Linked DNA regions of Arachis hypogaea: region 1 is linked to region 2. A link is a contact called in public Hi-C data. All regions are on one chromosome and are shown on one strand. Each heading gives the region's core, a stretch centred on a gene start, on an enhancer-like site or on the middle of the called end of the contact. The rest is flanking DNA. Distances are from core to core; before and after follow the strand shown.

Region 1 (6,131 bases), core at 2,293-4,792, 51 kb after region 2:
ATTTAACATTGTACCAAGATAAATATCACCAAAAATTAGATCTTATTAATAATAATTCTAAGAATATTTATTAAAAATAGCAAAACAAAAAAGACGATTTAAACTTTTCAACAACAATAAACGTACAAGAATTTGTTTTGTCAATAAAATTCTTTCATTTTATACATCTTTAACGAGGGGAGCTGTCAGCAATGTAAAGATTTGAAAAAAGAGTCAAATATGGAAAATAAAAATATTCCTTGTTTGGTTTGCATATTATGGCTGCTAATTAATCAGGTTAGATTTGGGGTTTGGGTTGAGTTCTCTTCTTTTCTGCCTATATCCTCCAAAAGTCAAATTAGCGATCCCATTTTTACTGGGGTTGAAAATGAGCTGAGTGGAGTTGAGTCCAATTTTATTTTAGATGAGTCTGATTTTTATTGTAAATAGATAATTTAAATATTTTTTATGAACGAAAATGACTTAAGTCTAAATTTATTATTTTTAATAAGTTTTTTTCAAACTCAAACTTAGCTTTTTTTTATCTAAAAATTCGATAAATTTATCAATCTATTTAAAAATTTTATTTTGTAAATTATAATTTAAAATAATAAATTTAAAAAATTTAAATTGACATTAAAAATATTCTGAAATTTATAATTTATAATTTTTAAATTATAATTTATTTATATATTATAATTATATTTACGAATTATAAATATTTTATTTAAATAAAAAATTTACAATCTTAACTAGTCAACCGGTCTCCCTCACTTTCTCTCTCTCCCTATCCATTCTCTCTCATTGCCAAACCGGTGCACGGTCGCTGCTCAACATCCACCGTCGCGTGACCTAAAGCCATCAGAACTGTAGCACCCAACCTCCTTCGTCGGCCTGTCTCCACGCAGTAACCTTCACCGGGTGCGCATCTGCCTGACTCCTACCTCCTTCGTCAGTCAGTCATTGAAGGTGAGATCATTGGACGCCCCTCACAAGTCACATCTACCGTCGTCGTCTTCTACTAATCTGTTCAAGCTTTTTTTTTCCTTCTTTTTATTTTTCATTTTATAGTTACATCAAATCATAAATTCACGTGGCAAATTATATATATATTTTTATTTTTTTAATAAAAATTAAATTGTTAAATGATCATAATTGCTTCTTCTATTTATTCATCTCCTTCTTCTTCTATTTTAATGGTCAATTTTAGTAAGTATGCGGATGGTTATTTTAATTTTTACGCAGATTATTGTTTTGACTGGATTGAGTTTAGTTATATATAATTAAAATAGGTTGGATGTTCAATTCTTTAGGTAAACGGATGATTATTTTTATTCTTATGTAGATGGTTATTTTTACTAAGGGCGAGTGGCGTGGCAAGCCAAGTAGCGAAGGTGAAGTGGGATGATTATTGATGAAGGTGGGGATGACCAGTTAAAAAAGAAGAGGGTATTTGAGTGAAATAGTTTGGTAAATTAAAAATTGGATGGTTATTTTTTTTTAAATAATTAATTGAATTTTTTTGAAAATTTAAAATTTAAAATTGGGGAATTTGAAATTTGAAATTTGATGTGAAATAATTGAATGAAAGTTTTTGAATTTAGGATAATGAGTGAAATTTGGCAAGATTTCTCATGGTATTCGTAGTGGGGTCTTTTTTCTTTAAAGAAAAAAAAGATATTTTTCATATAATAAATAAATAAAAAAAAGTACTTTTATACTCGAACATAATTGATAGATAAAAAGATCTCTTTACATGAGATATTTAAACATAAAATTACTTGTACTTTTTCATAAAATTTTTAAAAAAAGATAACTAAAAAAAAGATTTTTTTTAAAAGCTCATCCAAATAAGCCATAAATACAAGTAAATAGTTAAAAGTCCAAATTAAGAATAATTTAATTTTTACAAAAAAATATTTTAATAAGTCAATCTAATAAATTTTGTAAATTTTGTTAAGAATTTAATTTTAACACCACATCAACAAAAATAACTATATTTTATATTGACTACATAAATACTAAATAGTTATTCTACAAAATAAATACGATTACAAGACTATATACAGTAATACATCAAAATTAAATTCTTTTAAATCTATGAGCTTTTTTTAACTAATAAATTTTATAAAAAAAAATTAAATCTAACTGTTTAATAAAACGAGTCAAATCAAGATGAACAAGCAGGTCCGGAAGTGGGTTGGTATTGGAGTGGGTCTGCTGCCAAAGTCTATGACTCACGCAATGGTTACTTGTGGTTGTGTAAGCAGCTGTTTGGTTGGGAGGAGAGGGAGAATTGGCTTTGGCTTTGGCGTCAGCTTGTTCCGGAAAAGCATAAGTTTTTGGCTTGGTTGTGTCTTAAGGAGGCTCTTCCTACTGCAAGTTTTCGCTTTAGAAGAGGGATGTCGTCATCGGATAGGTGTCCAAGATGTCTTTCTAGCCAGGAATCGGTTATACATTGTATTCGAGATTGTCCAAAAGCTCAGCTTGTCTGGCAAAGGTTGGATATTCCTTGTCATCCTTTGGATTTGAAGAACTGGTTCTTGTATCATAGCAGAGAGCACCCGTTCAAGTTCTTTTCGGGACTTTGGTGGATATGGCGAGCAAGGAATAATGACATCTTTAATCCCCACGAAACTTGGCCTCCGGAAAAAGTCATTTGTCTGGCATTAACTTCAGAAAAGGAGCTTAGAAATATTTTTGAATTACAACGTATGTCCCTTCCCTCTACTCTAAATGGTTTTTGGAATCCCCCATCCATTGGTACTTTTAAGATTAATTGTGATGCTAGTTATTTTGGTTCGGGTGATAGTGTTGGTTTTGCTTGTGTTATTAGAGATTGTAATGGGAGCTGGCAAAGGGGGTGTTTGGGAATGATTGAGAGTAATAGTATTCTTCAAGGAGAATTGTTTGCTATTTGGAGAGGATATCTCTTAGCTTGGGATGTGGGTCAACGAGATATTATTTGTGAGACAGATTGTGTGGAAGCATTTAATCTTGTTACTCAAGATGGTTTTGGGTTTATTGATCCACTGGTGCTCAAAATAAGAGATATCATGCATTGGAATTGGCGTGTTGACTTTCGTTTGATTATGAGAGATGCAAACACGGTGGCAGATACTATGGCAAAGATGGCGATGAAGTTACAACTTTCGCATGTGGAACTTCTTTCACCTTGGGAGGAGTTTAAGAGTAGTCTTAAACGGGACTGTCCCTCTATTTAAGCAGTTCCTTGTTTTGTTTCTTTTGTTTTTCTTTGTTTAATTTATTTCAGTCACCAAAAAAAAAAAAAAAAAATCAAGTTTAAAACAAACAACGAGCTCCTCCGGAATAGCTGACCCTAACTCCCACAATCTTAAACTGGATTTTGATTCCCCACAAAACCAGCAAGTCCTCCCCTTTCAGCAGCTTCCACATGTCCCCACAGTTACACCCCACGTGTCACGCTCTGATTGAGTGATTGATCCTGCTCTCACTTTCACCCTGCACCCTCGCCGTACACAATCATAATCTCTTCCCCGGCCCTTTCCCCCTCAAATTTGGGCACAGATACTATAGAGAACAAACAAACACAACAACAAGGTTCGTGCGACGAGTCAATCGTCATCATAATTCTCACCCCAACCTTCCCCCTCGTAACTATAATTACAGAAGAAGAAGAACAACAAGAGTGGCATCTAATTCCAACCCCTTCGGTTTTCTACTTTCTTCCTTTGTTTCCTTCCACACTTCACTTTTCTTTCTCTCTCTTCCTTTTTCCTGTTACTTGTTCCACACTGCCACCTCATTGCACCGGAAAAAAAAAAAAACCTCTCCCCCTTCCCTGATTCCTTTCTTTCTCAAATACAACAACCAATTATCCAAATCACACCCTCTCTTTTCTAATTCTCTTAATTAATTACTATTAAGTATTAACCATAACATTCAATATTAATATTTAATTTCATAAATGAAAAATAAATGTGTATAATTATATATATTATTTATTTATTATCTATTTACTTAAAATCTTCTTCTGCTGAGTCGTAACCGTTTTTATCTCACGCGAATTCCGCCTCGGATAAAACTTCTCATATCTTCCGTATCGCGTGTGCTTTCCTCTCTGATACTGACCGCTCTCTCTAGCATGAAGCATATTTCAACCTCCGCCGTAACCGGCTGCGCCGCCATCCAACTCAACGATTCCCCTTCGCACTAACGCCGCTTTAAAAAAAATCTCACGCACACATGCATCCTTTTTGCTGCGTATCCGCCGTCTCCGACCAGTCTTCTCCGGTAAAACCTACGCCCGCGGCTCACTTCGCGGACTTCACCATGCCTCCTCTCCCCTCCGCCGCCGTCAGATCCGATTCAGCCCCACGCCACAGTCACAGCCACAGTTACGGCAGCAACCACTCCGCCGGCGGTGGCAGCAGCAGCAGCAACAACAACCACAACAACAACAACAATAATAACAACAACGGAGACCACGGGCGGGGGAGCCAGCAACAACAGCAGCGGGAGCAACCGCCGCCGCCGGTGGTGGTTGATGTGAAGATCAACGACCTCGTCGGAAATGGAATCTCGGGAATACTGTACAAGTGGGTGAATTATGGCAAAGGATGGAGGCCACGGTGGTTCGTGCTCCAAGACGGCGTTCTCTCCTACTACAAGATTCACGGTCCTGATAAGATCGTCGTGAATCCCGAGACCGAGAAGGGCTCCAAGGTCATCGGCGAGGAATCCATGCGCAGGATCTCTCGCAACCGCAATTCCCAATCCCAACACCACCGTCGAAAGCCCTTCGGTGAAATCCACCTCAAGGTTTTTCCGATTTTTCACTCTAGTTTAGGTTTCATACTGAATTTTCATTCTCTCTGTTTTATTTTTATTTTTTAATTATTATCTCTCTGTGTGAATTTCTTTGCGTGTAGGTTTCGACGATTCGAGAGAGCAAATCCGATGATAAGAGGTTTTCGGTGTTCACGGGAACGAAGAGGATGCACCTGAGGGCAGAGACGAGGGAGGATCGGACGGTGTGGATGGAGGCGCTGCAAGCGGTGAAGGACATGTTCCCAAGGATTTCGAACAGCGAGCTGATGGCGCCCGTGGACAATGTGAGCGTCTCGACGGAGAAGCTGAGGCAGAGGCTTCTAGAAGAACGGGTGAGTGAGGCTGCCATTCAGGATAGCGAGCAGATCATGAGGACAGAGTTTGCGGCGCTGCAGAACCAGCTTAAGCTCCTCAAGCAGAAGCAGTCAATGCTCATTGACACATTGCGCCACTTAGAGGTACACCGTCCAATCAAAAAGAGTAGAAATGCACAGCACTTGATGAATGAATGATGCCAATCGAATTTGGTGTTCTCCTTTTTCATTTAGATTTCATTTGGTTAGTATTTCCTAAAATTTGAAGGTGATAAACTCGTGTTTTTGGGGATTCAATTTTCATGCGAATCTGGTTCTTCAATTTCTATTTATCCCCTTTATTAAGTCAGGGGACGCCACAGATTTTGTAATTTTTCCATTTCCCCCCTTGGATTATACTTTTGTACGTTCATCTCTGAAAGTCAAAATTTGTAGGCTACTTTCTAGTTTCTATAGTTCATTAGATAGATAAAGTGCCTCCGTAACCATAGACTGTAGTATAATTCTGTCAGTTTACTCCGCTTGTACTGAGTGAACACAATAAATTCCATGCCTTGTATGTATTCATCGTTGGAATCTGTAATTTCTAGTATAGATGCAAGAGGCAGGAGTTTGGTACGATTCTGTCTACGAAGTTGGAAGCTATGATTAATTGACAGTTAATATGAAGTTTCAAAGTTCCTTCTTTTTCCTTTTATTCTTATTGGCAGGATCAAAGCAGAATTATGCCTGCATGTTCAACTAAATGCTAAATTTATATAAATTTGTCATCAGACTTATGGCTGTTGTTCTGTTGTGCTCATTTTTTTACAAGTTAAAGGCCATGCAGATGATCCACACCAATGCTAAGTTGATACATCTAAATTTCAGTGTTCTTGACTAATTAGAGAAAACTTAGAAGATTAAGTTTCATTTCACCCCCAAACCTGTGTGAAAAATGTAGTTCTTTTTCTGGCAGACAACATCATGCAGAACCTGTGGTGATATCTTCCTTCATGGGTAAAAGAGCTGGCTAGGACCTAAATA
Region 2 (5,919 bases), core at 3,051-5,550:
AAAAGTCTTTTTAGTAGCGGCGAAAAAACATGATTCAACATTAGGAGAGTAAGTTTGTCACTCAACAAAATTGCTTTTGGCTCATAAATTTTTTTGGATATCTATGTCTTTATATTACACCATTTTAACATACATTTTAGTAAAACATCATTTTTACCCTCATTTAAAAAAATAAAAAGTGGACATATGCATTCAGCATTTCCCTCTCTATATGGTGGGGAGTGACATGTTCTATGGTCGAGGAGTACTTGCTCTTTCTCTTTCAGGACATGTGTCTCTCCATTTGTTTGTATTTCCTGAAGGTTACGTAAGATATCACACCACTCACCCCAACACATGGACACTCTTTCTTACCATTTCAACAAAATTCCTAATCAATATGTTAGATGATGCCACTATAAGCATGAACTCTAATGTAACATCCAATGTCCCCATCATATAGTATAATTATAGAGGTTTAGTCATTCTCAAAAAGGATGGCAAAAAGAGTCTAGTGATAGGACCTCAAAGAAACTGCATTTATTTTTTACTCCTTCCTTTTTGAGAATTTGATATTGCCAGCATGCCCTGGACAAAGCTGTATCTTCTTCCGCTAAATTTGGGTTTTCTTTTTCAACTTTTAGGTGAAATGGGGCATTACTCTCCATATGAGACAATTTTTGCACACCGTTTTTCTCCCGTGCTAAACTAATAAATTTTCACTCTTCCACTCAAGTAAGTGTCTTAAACTCGAATCTCATTTTGTACATACAGCAATTTAATGAAAATAAAAAAAAGTAAAGTATACTTTTTGTCCTTAAAATTTGATAAAAGTTTTAAAAATACTCCTAAGTTTTATTTTGTTTTAATTTTGTCCCAAAAATTTTCGATTTGCGTCAAATATACCCTCAACAACTAAATTTTCAAAAAATTTAAGACCAATCTAACAATAATGCATGAAAATTATACTTGATTTGCTTGTGTTGAGGTTGTTCTTATAAAATTGTTGTTGAATTGGTCTTAAATTTTTTGAGAAATTAGCTGTCATGGGTATATTAGATGCAAATCGAAAACTTTTGAGATAAAATTGAAACAAAATAAAACTTAGGAATATTTTTGAAACTTTTGTCAAACTTTAGGGACAAAAAGTATACTTTACTCATAAAAAATATGTATTTAATTCAAACTAATTGAGTCATAAATCTCTTCTAAAAATATTTTCATAAAACACACTTCTTTATATGTTTAATTGATTTACTTTTATCTATCAGACTGAAATTAATTTAATGGTATACTCAATTCAATAATAAAAATAAGAAAAATAAATACATATTTTGTCAAGACCAAAAAAAAAAAAAAAATACATATTTTATGAACTGCAATTGGCTATTACTACTAGCTCTATTATTTGTCATCACTTCTCGAGCCACCCTCCCTCCCCACACCCACAAATAGAGTTCTTTAGGCATTGGTTATGGAAAACATAGCTGGTAACACTAAATTTGGTACATGTCGCTATCAGACATAACATCTGTAATATTCTGAACATGTTTATGACAATTACTATTAATATTAATTAACAATTAATAATATGAATGTAGTAGGTCCTAATAACTTAATTAGTCTAGCTGTCTAAAGTACCATTTGGTTTCTTGGCATTATTATTAAGAGGGTCTGGGATCAGAAATCAGATAACTTTTAACTGTAAATTGTGTCACTATATTACAAGAGAGGCTTCAGGAAATGAAGATTCTATATATGTAAATAAATTGTACCTTCAAGGTGTTGTGTAAGATTATCATAAAAGGGAAATTATATGTGAAAGTGTGAAGAATGATGGTGTGCTTTCCAGGTTGGTGCTATATTCACAAGTAAAGTGTCCATGGATAGTACTATGCTGTTGATGACGTTTTCAGCAATCATCATCATCATCATCATCATCATGTGAGTGAATGAGTTAAGAAACAGTTGTCAAAGTAATTTCACACCACTTAATAGGGCTGGCAATTGCTAGGGTATAACCCTATCTGCAGGTTGAAAATTTTATTAAAACTCTACCCTATTTTATTTGCGGGTTGAGAATCTCTCAACCCTAACTCTACCTGCATCCTAAAATTCTAAACTCTACCCTATCCTATTCTACCCGCAGAAATATCAAATTTTTTCAAAGTAAATATAAAATTCAATCATTTCAAATTTTATACATATTAATAACATAAAAAATAAAAAATTAATACTCTAAATTACTAAATTAACTAATTAATTTTAGTGGTTGTTCACTTATTGTAAGTCATTACATAAGGAAGGTTGTGGGTTCAATTCTCACTTCCTTCATTATATACCTGATTTTTATAAAATATGTGTTATATATGATGTGCGGGTAGGGTAGGGTAGGGTACACCCTAAACCCGTATCCTACCTTACTCACAAGCATACCTGGACCGTACCCTATCCTACCCGCAGCGGGTCAAGTAGCCTACTCTATCCGAATGGATTGGACTGATTAGATATCCGCAGGTAGGATATGAATTGCCAACCGTACCACTGAATTTCAAACTGCTTGCATGTTCTCATGTTTTGGAAAATTTTCTTTCATAGTTAAGGCTAATAATAACGCCTAATATTTGAAGACAATCGTTAATAAAGTTAGTGGATGTCACAATCATTTGAGTATGTTTATATTTGGAACCAAATTGAAGAGATTCATTTTTATTGTACATATATTTAAACATGAGATGTTATATTTATGTCCATATTTTGCACCTAATAGTAATATTTGTATTTGGTTTAAAAGTTGTTGGGTAAACCAAGTTGGGTTGGTCTAGTGGTTAGCTCACTAGTCCGCTGAAAGATACGAAGATAAATAATTTTTTTTAAAATTAAAAAAAAAATAAAATAACCATATATATTCTCAAAAATAGTTTTAGATATTTAATTTTGATATAATTTTTTGTAAATATGATTAAAAAATAATATTTTTATTCTTAAAATGTTTAAAATTTATACAAAATAAATTGTTTTCGTGATTCTTTTTAATGATTGAAAAAATTTTAAAAAATAAAAATGTGGTCTAGTGGTTGAATTTTTCTCTAATTTTTTGCATGCTCCTTTTAAATAAGTATTCAAATGTTCTACAAAAATGTGTAAGTCGTTTGTACAAAATATATTTGCTACTAAAAAGAAAAATATTTTTTCATCACATTTTTTTATTTTTCAAAAATTTATTTGTCTTTTATATTTTTTAGAATTATTTTTATTAGCGACATAGAGTTTTTATGTACTATTTTAGTCATTTACACAAAATTATTTTATAACATAGACACATCGAAAAAACAAAAACTTTGCTATTTTTACCTTTTCAATACTTATCTTTCTGTACACAATTTTTTTATCTCATTTTGTTGAGAGTAAATTATAATTTTTTTATCATAAAAGATTTGAGCACTACTAATTTTAACTATGAAAAAAAATAACTTTATATCTATAAAAAATTAAGTTAGTTCAATAAAACTATTCAAAATAGACAGCTGAATGAATATTTTGGATATTTTATCAAATTTACCCCATCATTGATTAATATCGAATTAGTTTTATTTTTTTATGATTGAATTGTTAGTGATTTAAATTTTTCAAAATATTTTATTTGAAAATTATGCAATAATTTTTTTGTAAAAGCATACATTAATAAAAAAAATGTTATATTTGAATGTTGATGCATATGTATTTTAAAAATATGGCACTATATAAACATGAGGGAAAAAATTAAAAGTTTTCTTTTTCCATTTTGTAATCCATTCTTAATAACATTTCACATATTCCTTCTAAGGCAAATTTAATATATGTATATAAATATAGAAAAAATTTTAAATGTACCGAAAAATACCAGTGTTTCAGTTGTTTTAACCGTTGATTTCAATTAATATATATTATATATATTTTTTATAATTCAGATCAACGGTTAAAACAACTGTAACACTGGAAATATAAAAGTATTATTATAATATAAAAGTATTATTATTATTATGTACAAATAATAGTACGACTCTGATCTTGCATTGCACAAGGTACAATTTACACGTCTGCTTCCAATGAAAATTGGGAAGTGACGACAAATAAAAAATGGCGGGTGAAAATGTGAAAGAATTAAAGTGAAAGAAATTATTAAATAGGTTAATTAAGAAGCATCTGAGTCAAAGACAAACACAACACAAAAGAGAGAATGGGATATGCCTGAGAATTCAGATCATGAGACAGGGCCTGCAGTGTATGTTATGTTATGTTCCATAATTACTTATGATTAATGGAAAAAGAAACACAAAAGAAGATTAGTCAAAGATCCTTTGCTATGATCACATGGGGGAGCAGGCCTTTGGTGGGCCTAAGTTAATTACTTGTGACTTCAACACAACAATAAAAACAATATTTATTTATATTTTATATGGTAAGAAAGTTGGAGTTGGAGGCCGAATAAGACACCATGCATAGTACATTCACTATTACACTTATCATTAACCTTATGTCCTTGTTTATTCAAGATGCTATACTCCATTTCCCATTCATGCTTTAGCTTTGTCATCTTTTCTTCCTTTTTTTTTTTTTCTACAAAGATTTTCATTTGAACTATTTAGGCTCAGTTTAGATAAACAGCTTAATTAAACTTCTTTTGAAAAAATAGCTTAAATAATAAATGATTATATTAAAAATAATTTATAAATAAATTATTTTGTATTTAGATTTTTAGTTTTAAAAGTGCTTATTTTAAAAAAAAAATGTGATAAAAGTAGTAGTATTATAAAAAAAATCAATTTTTTTAACTTTTTTATAAACTCTTAAATAGCTTTTTAGAAAGTTACAATTTAGTTTTAAAAATTGCACCAGACATTAATACTACTACTTTTCATAAGTCAAAAGTTCAAAAAAGTTACTTTTAAAACTTCCTAAGCAGATCTTTAATAGATAAAGAGAACAACTAGAGAACCAAAAGCATATCAGCCAAAAATCAGCCAAAATGTGTTTGGGTTCCATGAAAAATCGGGTTTTGGTTTGTGCTCCGTGATCTCAAGAGCGGTTTTCAAACATATTATTCAAAAAGTGATTTTAATTAAACGGTTTTATTTACTTTTTGGCTGGTCACATTTTGGTTCCATATACTTTTCCATAGATAAAACTTTACATCATTTATCTTTATATAAAATTAAAAATTATTAAATAATTTGACATATTTAATTAAATTATTATTTAATAATTTATAACTATTAACTTCATACAAAAAAATTATATGTGAATTTTTTTTCTAATTAATATCATTACTTAAACATAATTAATTTGGCTATTTTTTTTGTCTAAATTTGGCTCATTTAATCATATAAAACAAAAATGTTAGTTTGTAAAATGATCAAGAATATATTAAAATTGATGTTTAATCATCACACAAAATTTTCAAACTCCTTTTCTTATAGTATATATTTTACCAAAACTGTTTAATAACAAAAAAAAAATTAACAAAAAATAATCAAAATTTATCTTATTTAATATTTATTAATTATAATAATTAATAAATATTAAATAAGATAAATTTTGATTTTTGTTTTTTGTTTTTCTAACATTACAGATATTTTATATTGTTGAGTGAGAATGAGTGTTGAACTAATTGAACCAATGAGAAAGTATTATTTAATTAATTAGAGTAGCTTTTATTAAGATCTTAAGCATGGTTTGAATATATGATTACTAAAGCTCTTTCCGTATATATTCTCAATCTTGTACAATAGAAACACATGATTATCTTGCCATTATCGAAGTAGATATGACTAACTGAATCATTAAAGTGAAATAATCATAAAAAAAAGGGTGTTCACAATCATTGATTTGATTAGCCCTTGCCAAAACAACAGTAGCCAAAAGATAAATAAATAAATAAATACGCATGAGAAGTGGTAA

Evidence for each region. Hi-C and Micro-C count contacts between places; a contact is called where the count stands out from the background.
Region 1: a Hi-C map of leaf shows a contact between it and region 2, with 3 times the contacts expected there. The contact joins the promoter of LOC112766973 here to the enhancer-like site in region 2. A contact is called at or near these places in 4 of 8 Hi-C or Micro-C datasets (leaf and an unstated tissue).

What each region holds. Positions count from the first base shown.
Region 1 is chr17:127,507,461-127,513,591 of arahy.Tifrunner.gnm2.J5K5, forward strand. LOC112766973 (oxysterol-binding protein-related protein 1C) reads left to right here and starts at 3,543. Exons shown (of 10, transcript XM_025812861.3): 1 at 3,543-4,782; 2 at 4,893-5,249. The coding sequence starts at 4,207.
Region 2 is chr17:127,455,406-127,461,324 of arahy.Tifrunner.gnm2.J5K5, forward strand. No RefSeq gene overlaps it. Among protein-coding and RNA genes, the nearest start is that of LOC112764909, 11 kb to the left of the region's middle. Within about 2 kb of position 4,301, at least 1 of the 3 cell types and tissues checked has open chromatin away from gene starts, as enhancers often do.